2 separate regions of the Anser cygnoides genome follow, and region 1 is linked to region 2. Evidence: chromatin contacts called from public Hi-C data. All regions are on one chromosome and are shown on one strand. The core of a region is the stretch at or near the end of the contact, and the rest is flanking DNA. Distances in the headings are between cores, read along the strand shown.

Region 1 (5,774 bases), core at 578-3,077, 130 kb after region 2:
CTACAGCAAGCAAAACCAATTACTTTTACAAACCAGTCACTTTCCAGCTGAAATATTTGTTGGGTTCTTGCTCCTCCTTGATCTTTGGGAAGGATGCTCCTGAACATCAGTGCTCCAATGGCTAGAAATGTTCACGTTATTCATCTTAAAATCTACATTAAATTATTCATGTATCAACACCATTCTTAAGCTCAATCTATTCCCTTTACCGTGTTTACCTTGATGTTTCAATAGAAAGCAAAAAAGGCCTCTGTTCTGCAAAGATAAAGAGGCCAAATATTTCTTTCAATATAGACTCTTCATTTCCCCACCTGTCCTAGGCTTATCTTTACCTGTTCCACTTCACCTGTTCATATGAAAACATTTAACATTGTATGAAGCATTCTAGCATTTTGTTCACAGATAATAGTAACTTCTTTTTCCAGTTCAACACAGGTCTGCATTCGTTTTTTTTCCCCACAATCACATATTTTGAAGCTACCCAATACATATTTTGGATTTGCGATGCTTTAAAATAATATTTTTTCTGTAAATTGTGTGCTTATGAGTTTACAACTGCAAAATCTTGCCCTTTAAATTACTGCATTTTATTTTAGTATTAGACTTCTTTCATTCTGTAGTTCCTAGGATCATCCAATTTTTCCTACATAGTACTGTTACCCTCTTCTATATTGCCGGTGCCTCCCAACTCGTTCACCACTACCAAATTTAAACAGTAAGTTTTAATTGTTACATCAACATCTTTATTAAGTATTTAATAAGACTGGTCTCAAGATGGATCTTCAAATAACTACTTTTATAATCTCCTTTTATACCCAGACTCGATGGTTTTCTTCTCAATGTTACTCACCACAATCTGTCTCTAGCTACTTCCCCATCCACTTTTTAATTCTGGTGTTATCCCTATCTTTTCAGCACAATAACAATTTCCTGTGCAGCAGCTGATCAGAAACTTTACTGTCTAGAAAAAAAAAAAAAAGAGAACTACTTAATTTCCCTTAAAAACAATAATTATTTCATCGAAGACAATCTGAGGCTAGCTAGCTAACAAAAAACACTACTGGCAGATATATGTTACCTTTTGATTTCATTTATCATAGGCTCATTTAAGGTTGGAAAAGACCTCCGAGATCACCTGGCCCAACCATCCCCCTACCACCAATGTCACCCACTGAACCGTGTCCCTAAGCACCACGTCCAACCTTTCCTTGAACACCCCCAGGGACGGTGACGCCACCACCTCCCTGGACAACCCATTCCAATGCCTGACTGCTCTTTCTGAGAAGAAATGTCTCCTCATTTCCAACCTAAACCTTCCCTGGCACAACTTGAGGCCATTCCCTCTAGTCCTATCACTAGTTATCTGTGAGAAGAGGCCGACCCCCAGCTCCCCACACCCTCCTTTCAGGTACCTGCAGAGAGCAATGAGGTCTCCCCTGAGCCTCCTCTTCCCCAGACTGCACAACCCCAGCTCCCTCAGCCGCCCCTCACAGCCCCCGCGCTCCAGCCCCTCCATTCCCTTGGCATCCGCCTCCCTCCGAGGGTCCCCTCCCCACCGCCCGGCGCCCACCTCGGCGGATCCCGCCCCGGACAGACCGACGGACACCGCTCGTCCCCCGCCAGCCCGACCGACGGACGCGGCCCCTCTCCCCCCCAAGGCCCCGCCGCAGCCGCCTCACCACCTGCCTGCCGCCGGCCGCTCCTCGGCACGCAGCGGGGGCGGCGGAGGGGACGCGGGCGGCCCCTGCCGGGCGGAGGCCGCCGCCGCCGGGGTGCAGCGGGAAATGGCGGCCGTGACGGGGCGGCCGGGCTCTGCCCCGCCGGGGGGTGCCGCCAGGGGGACGGGGCCCGCCCTGAAACCAGGCTGAGAGGGGCAGGAGAGAGGAGGGACGGTGCCGGGAGTCTTCTCGTCACTGAGCTCATGGGAAGCTGAGTTCTTCACTGAGCTCCTGTCAAGAACGGGCTTAAGTTATTCAACTTTCCTAAGAACATTAAAACGGGACTTATTTTTACTTATCACGTCCCTGTTCTCTCAGCCGATGCTGCCTTTCGAAGCAAGGGCAGTAAGAAGAACGGAGTACCACAGCTCGGGCACTTCATCCTTCTCACAGCAGCCAGCAGCCTGATGGGGCTAACGCCGTGTCTGCCTTCATATCGTGCTGCCTCCTGTGCCTGCTCACACCAGCCCCATCCGTACACAACGCTTAGTTTCTGAGGCACTGTTGAATATACAAATACTTGAGGAATGATCACAGGAACCACGGGCCTGTTCCAGCAACAGGCTGCTCAGCCTTCACACGTTAATTACACCGCTGCTCACAGAAACAAACTGATACGGTTAATGCTTTTTCCTCCTCTAATACCTTAACATTTTCTAATTATTTTCTAACAACTCCCTCCCTTTCTTCCCCACAATTTCAGTCTGGAAAAAAAAGATAAACCACACAAAAAAAAAAGGCATGTATGCAAGATGTTTCCAGAGTAACAACACCCATCTAACTGTAAAGAATATTTCACTAGAGTTATAGATTCTATAGAAAAAAACCCTGCAAAGGCAAAGAATGACACTGAAGGCTTTTTTCAGTATTTTTCAAGCTTTCAGCAATGGGTTTATTATTCCCAGATATTTCATTTTGATAGGCAGTATTTAGAATAAGTTGTCACAGGTCCTCTTCTCTTATTTTCTCAAATACACAGTCCTCTTCATTTGGCCTAACCCAAAATCTTTTCCTTGATATAAAACTCGAATGGACTACCTGCAGCAAAACAAATAAACAGTTAAAAGAATGTATGCATTTCAGTAATTAGAGATAACTATGAACATAAGCTAGAAAAACTGATATGATAATATCTAGGTACAATGAATGATCTCTATGTTGGTATTTTGGAGTGAACAGAATTTTTCTGCTGGAACAGGGCACAAAACAGTTGTTTCTGCTCTTAAGGTTTATTGCAATGTGGTGCAAATTGAATTGGCAGGTCCAAATGTTCTAATATCAGTGTTATTTGGCATTAAATTGTCCCCAGGGACATTTGTGCAGGTACTTTCACTGTCTACTGCGCCTTGTAAATCAGATAGACTACTGTTATCACACATTCTTAACTTTAACCATAACATCTGCATAAGTGACACCTACACAAATTAAAAGTTTAGACAGGCAGTCTGAGTAGGTGCATCATATTCCATCCTCCTCAAAGCTGTCACTGAACTAAATTATCAATTAAGAATTCTCTACATTTCCTACCGTGAACTGTCTGAAGCTTCCTAACACCACATCACTCGGCTTTTGTAAGGTGCAAACAGGCTATCTATATCCTTACACTGCAGGTAGATGCAGTTTACTGTTGTACTGGGAGAATTTATGACACAGATTTTTTTCTTCTGCCTCTCGCAACAAGGTACCTTGATATATATGTAAAATAAATGTCCCTGAAGCACCCTGCATCTATCACAAACCATGTTGTAATGAGTTCAGAGAATTTATGAAAATTTGGATTCAGTTTCCTAATACCTTAGAGTTAATTACTTCATACCTCTCTTTTTCAAGACTTTCAAAATATGTAACAGCAAGCTTGCCTAGATGCAGGGACATTCCATAGCACATCCTCACTATCTGCAAAGTCTTCCTGTTGCATGCTAGTTGAATCATTTTGATCTCGATTCAATAGATTGTTCTTGATTTTCCTATTAAATCTTACAGCTGCACTAGATTATCTATTTGAACAAGAATTTACAGGCTGTTACACTGATCTAGTTCTATTTGAACAAGAATTTACAGGCTCTTACACTGATCTAGTAGCAACAGTATACCGCTACAGGATCACAAAGAAAACCAAAGTTAAATTTTTCTTCCCATGAGTCAGCAGAAAATATTTGGCATGTTTTCACAGTCTTTGGAGAGCATTCAGTTAAACTTTCAGTCACCTCAGAGGAAAGATTTGTAAGACTCTTGGGAATAGTAATGGGAAAATTTTAAAGACCCAACTGAAACGATGTTATTTTTTCCCAAATGAGAATATGCACAGATACAATTTTAATACATTTTCCAAGAACACTGCACAGACAGAGAGGAATGGGAAAGGAAAGCCCTAAGAACCTTAATGTTGTGATCACAGCGAAGTTTAACTATGGTTTAAGATTTTATAATAATTGTCTAATAACAACTTAGTTTGTTTAGACTTAACCCATTTTTGCTTACTGTATAAAACACTGCGTTAAGCAGTGATAGTATGGCATGCTATTCCTCACCATACCTTGACTTTAACAAACAATTCATTCTAATTATTAGCCGTAATTTTCTTAATTTGCCAAGTTTCATGTCAATAGCTAGACACTGCACAGGCAAGATGGCTGATTAGCTCAGTGGCTTTATGTTGCCCTTTCCAAGGCTGCTCTCACCAAAAAAAAAAAATAAAAAAAACAGTAGGTGCAACCACAGTCCATCTTGCTCCAAAAGCTAGCAATCAATGAGCTATTTTAAAGTATGCCCAAGTCAGAACAATTGCCTCAAACCCAGAGTGCTGTGCAACTTAGTCCTTGCTTCACCTGCAGCATCTGAAATTGTACCAGTGAGGCCACTAAAGCACAACCTTCAGTCTTCCTCGGAGGTACAGCAAGTCTACTCAGAAGACATTGTCTCCCTTATTATCATTTGCAACTTATTTGTGAATACAGAGGGCCACACCCAACCTAGAATCCAGCAGTGAGTACAGAGCGCTTCAGAGAAAAGGGCAAGAAAACCCACCACACAAGTTAGTTGATTTGCTTATGAAAGACTTGTTGGTGATCTGCTTTGTGCAGTTTAATGTACTTTTCTAAATATATATCAGCAATTTTTTTTCCTGAATGCAGATTAGATTTTTTTTTCTCTTTTAGAGTTATTTCCTCCTTAGCTAATTATACACTGTAAGAGAAGTATATATTTTCATTTACTTTACATTATTCCCTTTCCATTTATTTATTGTTTAATACTTAACAAATGACTTAGAAAATTCAACTTTTTTTTTTTTTTAAGGCCATTTAGCTCTTCAGAAACTAGTAGCTATGAATATTGATTACAGCCAATGCAACTTGGAATTACATCTTTTATGTGACAGGAATGTACACATACAGATACGTAACATAACAAATACAACTCCAAAATTAATGGAAAAAAATGAATGCATAGGCAATCCCAGTGCTGAATCCAAGCACAGGTCTGTAAACTACAACAGCTGCATGCAGGTGTACACACCTGATCTGTCCATACGTTCTGTTTTCTGTAAACTTCAAACACCTCATTCAGAAACATTTGCAAAAAACAAATAAAATGAACCAATTTGACACTAAATCCATCAAACTAAAATAAAATTTTTATTCAGATGTTTCCTCCAAAATTCAGAGTTAGCTCCTTTTCCTACCCAAAGACATTACCATTAAATTCATTATGAGTCTCCCTGTCCATAAAAAACAGATTGGGCTAAATATCATTACCAAGCAAGAGACGCTGTATTTACATTTTGGAAACAATTTCTCACTAACCTGTTTCTGTTGGATGCTGGATTTCTTACTATTTTTCATGGATTCAAGCATTTCAGTCTCCTAAACAGATTAAAAAGTTTAACTTGTACAATAAGTTTAAATGCTCCCCAAGCACTCAAAAGTATTTTTAGTAAATCAGCATTCAGTTTAACCCAGTAGAAACAGTGTAGGAAATGATCTGGCATATTTACCCTTTTCTCATAATTCTGTTCATAATCAAGGCTACCCAAGTATAATCAGCAGCTGAAGATTT
Region 2 (5,462 bases), core at 135-2,634:
TCTTACGGCTCCATGGTTTCTTTCCCCAAAATGTGCAACCTGATGGGCTACGAGAAAAGTAGAAAAACTTTAAAGAAATTGCAAGTAAACTGATATAACTATACAGTACTAAATTGTTCTCTAGTTACAAAATTATTGTTCTTAGGTTCAACTAACAGACACCGAATTATTTATTATGTCTTCAGATTTGTAGGAGTGGCTTTGGAGAATATTTTGAAATGTAGAGAAGCATATTGCGGATTACCACGTGCTAATCTGTGGTTCACAGGTAACGCAATATAATCAGAGTTCTTGTGTTACTTTATGTAAACACAATTCAGCAGTATTAAGATGTCAGTAAAAACAGTGGTTATGTCCATCTAAAACACTTCATTTGTTGTACACATTGCATGCATGAAAAATATTTTATAATAAAACAATGTACTAATTTAAATACTTGCATTGAAAACTAACTTAATTCTCAGACAGATACTTCAGCTTTGATTCTCTACTCCAACAGGAAGAAAGCCAGACTTATAACACTTAGGAATCTACTTCTACATACTTTAAAAAATAAATTACCAACCATACAGATCTTTTTTCTTGGATGTACCTTAAATAGTGTAAATCTGAGATCTCTTTCATACACAGCCAGCAGAACTCACAGCCACAGACGGCACAAGTCATATGATTGCAGCTTCCATCATTCATTTTTATTATATAAGCAGCACAGCGTGGGCATGGCTTTATGTCATCAGCTGTTTAAAAACGAATATTAAGATTGCATCAGTTCTTTAGGCAAACGGATTTAATCAAAATACAGACATTTGGGAAAGCTGATTGAACCATCATCTGAAAAACGGAAAAAGTTTATTGTAAGTTTTCTTTACAAATCATGGTTTTGCAGCGACTTCTTTGATAACTATTTGTAAACCATGGACCAAGTGATACTAATCAAAACAAGGTGTATTATATCACATTCGAGTAACTGAATAGTTAATGTACACACTGTTCAAGGATTTTCTAAGCTTAATGCAATATACATACATTAGAGTCAGACATTAAGCTTTTATGTTAATACAGGACTGACAGCACACTCTCTTTAAATATAATCCTTTTTTACATTTCATGCTGTTACGAATATTTTGCTCGACTCCACTATGTTATTTCTTATCATACTTCCATCTCCCTTCTACATTTCTTTGGCATCACCACTCTCTTCTTGATTTCTCTTCACAGAAGAGAAATACTTATTGCCTAGAAAAAAAAAACTGTTGTAGAAATAAGAAAATTCCAGAGGCTCTCCTTGTTCCTAAGACAAATATTTAAAAATTGTAGTCAAGCAGCTAGCCCTATCACTAGCAAACAAGGGGGCATTGCGCAACAGTGAAATACTTGTATGCTGACACAATCACAGTTGTGATCTTTGTTCCTTTACGTCACTGGTCAGCATGTCCACTCTGAGCCAAGCTATTTATACACAGCAGCTGAAGTTAACTTGCAGCTCCTCGTGCAGAAGTTCCGGTTTCCTACCTTTGTGCTACTAGTGGGGATAAAAGGAGAAGAGGGATGCAGCTTATACCTGGTGTAAAGAATATCCAAAGAGGCGAGGAACTGGCAGAATCAACTCTAGCAAGTCCAGTGCAGTTGGACAGTGAGCAGCTGAAAGGATGCACTAACTATTCCCAGATGGGAAGAGACACAACTAAACTGAGCATGGATGTGGCAGAGCTACTGGTGTTCGAGCTAGCAGGGACTGAAAGGGGAAGGAAAGGAGATAGCATACTAATTTATTTAAAGTTTATTTTCAAATTCATTTGAACACCAGAGCAATATGCCAATTTAAGGCAAGACGGTGCGCCTCATTTAAAACAAGGCGGCACAAACAACAAATTAAAGACTCCCAAGGCTAAGGCTGGATTGGAGAATGACAGCTCTAACTACATTCAAGTTGCAAGAAGCACTTTCCCCAAAACATGTACTTTTTGTTTGCTCAGCCAGACAAAAGCTGCCAAATAGATCAGAGTGTGGTGAAACGTAAGGCCAAATCTCATCCGTAGCAAACTGGACTCTCACTCCGCAACATATTGCTCTGAAGAGTTTATCTTCCCCCCCACACCTCCCCCTCTTTTTTTTTTTTCTTTTTCTAAGTTATGAAGAAGTCAAGATTTTCAGAAGCTGGAATTGCTTTGTTTCTGATAGCCAAGAAAAATGAGCATTTTATTGAAAAACAGAAACTAGGTAACTCCCTGTGAACAGGGAGTAGCCTACTCAAAAGGAAAAAAATAACAAACATAGATGTCAAACATCAGAGCTGGCCTCAGCCTAACAGTCTCTTCTGGAAGCAGAAAATTAGTGTTGTGGGGTTTTATTTTAACAGCATTTATTAGTAGCAGTATCCTTGTGAAATTTCACCTACAGCGTAGAAAATGCATGTTCCCAGAGTGTAAGGGATAGAGCTAATGAAGTCAGCCTGTCAAACACAGAGAATGCTTTGCACCAAGCTCCTAAGAGTTTCCATTTCTCAGCTATAAAGTAAGAATTTAAAATGCTGACATGCCTCTAGGGTCAAAGTCAGGTGCTCTGGTCACAGAGTACTTGAAATATTAACATCAAAAATTTGACATCAATCCTAAAATTGCATATTTTATGTTTCTGAAACGCAAAGGAGTTAGTATCTACCAAGCTACCATTCAGTTCTTTCCTTTTCAAAGTTAACTGTGCAAACGTAGCAGAAAGATATTTTACAGGCCCAGTATCCTGATCATAAATACCTGCTGCTCCAGATTCCTGGCTGTAACTGATAGACGAAGAACGAATTGTTCTCAGGCGCAGACTTTGAGCTCTCTCCTGGCGAGCTGCATCGCAGGTCTGGTTTGGGTGCCAAATCTGCTTACAGTGATAGCAAAACTCAGTCCCGCAGCCTTCTCGTCCACATGTAAGTTTGGGACAGCTGGCGCATCCAAACGCGATCACAGCATACCTTGAAATTATCAATGGGGGTACAAGAGAAAATTTTTTTAATAAAATCAGTTTTAGTTATAGACTAAAGCTAAAAAGAGCTACCAGAAGAGGTACGAAGGCAGCAGAGATCAGGAGGTGACATCATGTGGCCAGCACAAATTCCTTACCGCCTTTTTCTTCCACGGGTCTATGGCTATGGTGTTAGACTCAGACTGCACAGGAATACTATAATCAAGGCAACACTTTGCTCTCCCCAGACTTAATGACTTCAAGCAGGACTGAAGCACACTGTATTTAAGGCTGAGAAGTTTAAAGTCACAAAACAACAACAGTTTAGAAGAGCAGGAAGAAAAAAAAGGTGTTTAAGTACCTTGGAAAAAGTTACTGCTTTCAGAAGTGTCCCAGTCACTACAGGCATGTCTAAATTCGACCATCTCTTTAATCTAGGATAATCCCTGCTGCACAATCCATGATTCTATGGTTTCTACGATCTATAGTGTGATCTGCTCCTTGAAAGGCACCTGACTTGATAGTGCCTGAAAGTTTGGTACTTTACTGGTTGTCTTCTACCATGAACGCTGCTATCTACATTAAATAGATGTTTGCTTACTCTTTGCATGTTAAAATACCAAAACAGAGGAATTATAATGTAAGGATTTGGCTTTCTAAATTGGTAGCACAATTTTTTAAAACACCCCAATTTTCAAAATAAATTTCAAACTATATATGCAGAAGTAGACAGGAGCTTGGGCTATCACTACCACCTTTACTCTGACAATACTGTAGACCAAAAAGCTCCCCAAATGTTGAGACTTACAGAACTGTTGTGCTATTTTGCGATCAAACACCACATAACCAATTCTATCCAATGATAATGTTGTTGCCACACATCACAGCTGAAACTAATTCCTCCATCAGCTTTAAATTCTGAAGTTCATATGATAAAGAACACGTGTATTACAATGAATATTAATGCTAAATATATGCATATACACACATGTATACTCATATACATATACACACGCCTTTAATTCCTACCCACTGTAATGTTTTCAATGATTTTATGCAATAGCTTTATTTTAAATAGAAAAAAAATACTATGCCCACTGCTATGAACACCTAGAACAGATGTGTAGGTTTATTCATGCAAACAGCTGCCCTGCACAGATTTCAGATCTGTAAGTACAGCAGAGCCCATGTTTGTGGCTGTTCAAACAAAAGTAGCTTTATTTTAAGCGTAAATCGTTAATTTTCAACACACCTCGCCCCATTTCTAGGAGTTGCATTAAATTCACATAAAATATTCAGTAATGATACTAAAAATATTTCCGCACAGATATTTAGCTGAAACTTAGCTATTTTAATTTCAGAGTTAATAGATCCGAAGCTCCATAAAATTAATGTGATATCATTTTATTAATGTTTTAAACCAGCACGTTGGAGGTTGCGCCTCTTTAAACGCTATGCAAAACAAACGGGAGTTTTCAACCTTTCACTTAGAGATGATGTAGCTACACAAAACTACATATGCTCGCCTGTTTTCAAACAATTTACTTTCCAAGCAAAAACTTGTTTCAGTAATTGCTGGAATCTTCGATAGGGTTGCCAAGTTAATCAGCTCAATTTGCCTCACTTGGAGCGACTGAAGAGCTAATTACTCTGCGTGTACACAAAGTGACTCTGGTCCAAACGCTTCTTCAGCACAAAGGGACACATCCACGATTCATTCATGTTATATCGAAGCATCACTCGGCAGCCTGAGCTTGAGAAGTACCAATTCATCTCTTGCCTCCCACGGCTAACAGGGGCTGGGCACATCCCTGAAAGCACTCCCTGTTGGGGACCGATGTATCGGCAGACCTCTGGAAGTAACCTTTTAGACCAGGGCAAGTGTTTGGTCAAACTGCACAAGATTACGGGTTTAATCTGCATTCATTTTACAGGGCGTGTGAATTCTCGAAGTTCTGGATAGGCTGAGAGGAGAGAAGGGACAAATAACCGAACTCAGGGTAACAGCAAGTTTAAAAAAAAACACAGGAAAAGGACAACTAATTGCAGAAACGATATATGGTGGGAGCAGAACAGGAACAAAAAACGCGCACTCTTTTGCCCAATCTACGTTTTGCTTGACAAAGATAAAAATCTAAGAACTGCAGCTCTCTTCTAATAATGTCAGCAATAAAATCTCTGCGCAAAAACCCCTAAATAATTCAGGCAGAATAAATGACGGACCACTTTTGGAATACTGATTCACTAAGGCTTATAAAAACGACATTTGACAACTCATCATGTTGAAACAGAACCCTCGAAAAATTTGGCTGGAAGAAAGCCCAAGAGGTTTCCTTACCCCATGGACACAACAACTGTTTGCTGATGTCCCCTGGCAAGCTATTGCAGGTAGGCTGCAGCTGGTCCAGAGACTTTTACCTAATCGGATGTTTTGCCAATGCTGGGCAGAAGCACTGTCACACAGCATCCACTCGGTTTGTTCTCTTACCTACTTGTGCAGTAAATCATCC

Evidence for each region. Hi-C and Micro-C count contacts between places; a contact is called where the count stands out from the background.
Region 1: a Hi-C map of liver shows a contact between it and region 2, with 1.7 times the contacts expected there. The contact joins the promoter of ANKRD46 here to the enhancer-like site in region 2. A contact is called at or near these places in 3 of 7 Hi-C or Micro-C datasets (granulosa cells and liver).

The regions. Positions count from the first base shown.
Region 1 is chr2:141,610,290-141,616,063 of Taihu_goose_T2T_genome, forward strand. ANKRD46 (ankyrin repeat domain 46) reads right to left here and starts at 1,828. Exons shown (of 4, transcript XM_066990618.1): 1 at 1,680-1,828. It overlaps SNX31 (sorting nexin 31), which reads right to left. Exons shown (of 14, transcript XM_048068730.2): 13 at 5,522-5,581; 14 at 2,420-2,756. The coding sequence ends at 2,661.
Region 2 is chr2:141,482,912-141,488,373 of Taihu_goose_T2T_genome, forward strand. RNF19A (ring finger protein 19A, RBR E3 ubiquitin protein ligase) reads right to left here. Exons shown (of 11, transcript XM_066991234.1): 4 at 2,754-2,962; 5 at 593-737; 6 at 1-47. Among named protein-coding and RNA genes, the nearest start is that of RNF19A, 47 kb to the right of the region's middle. Within about 2 kb of position 1,385, at least 3 of the 3 cell types and tissues checked have open chromatin away from gene starts, as enhancers often do. A contact at or near this core is called in liver, where this site is marked.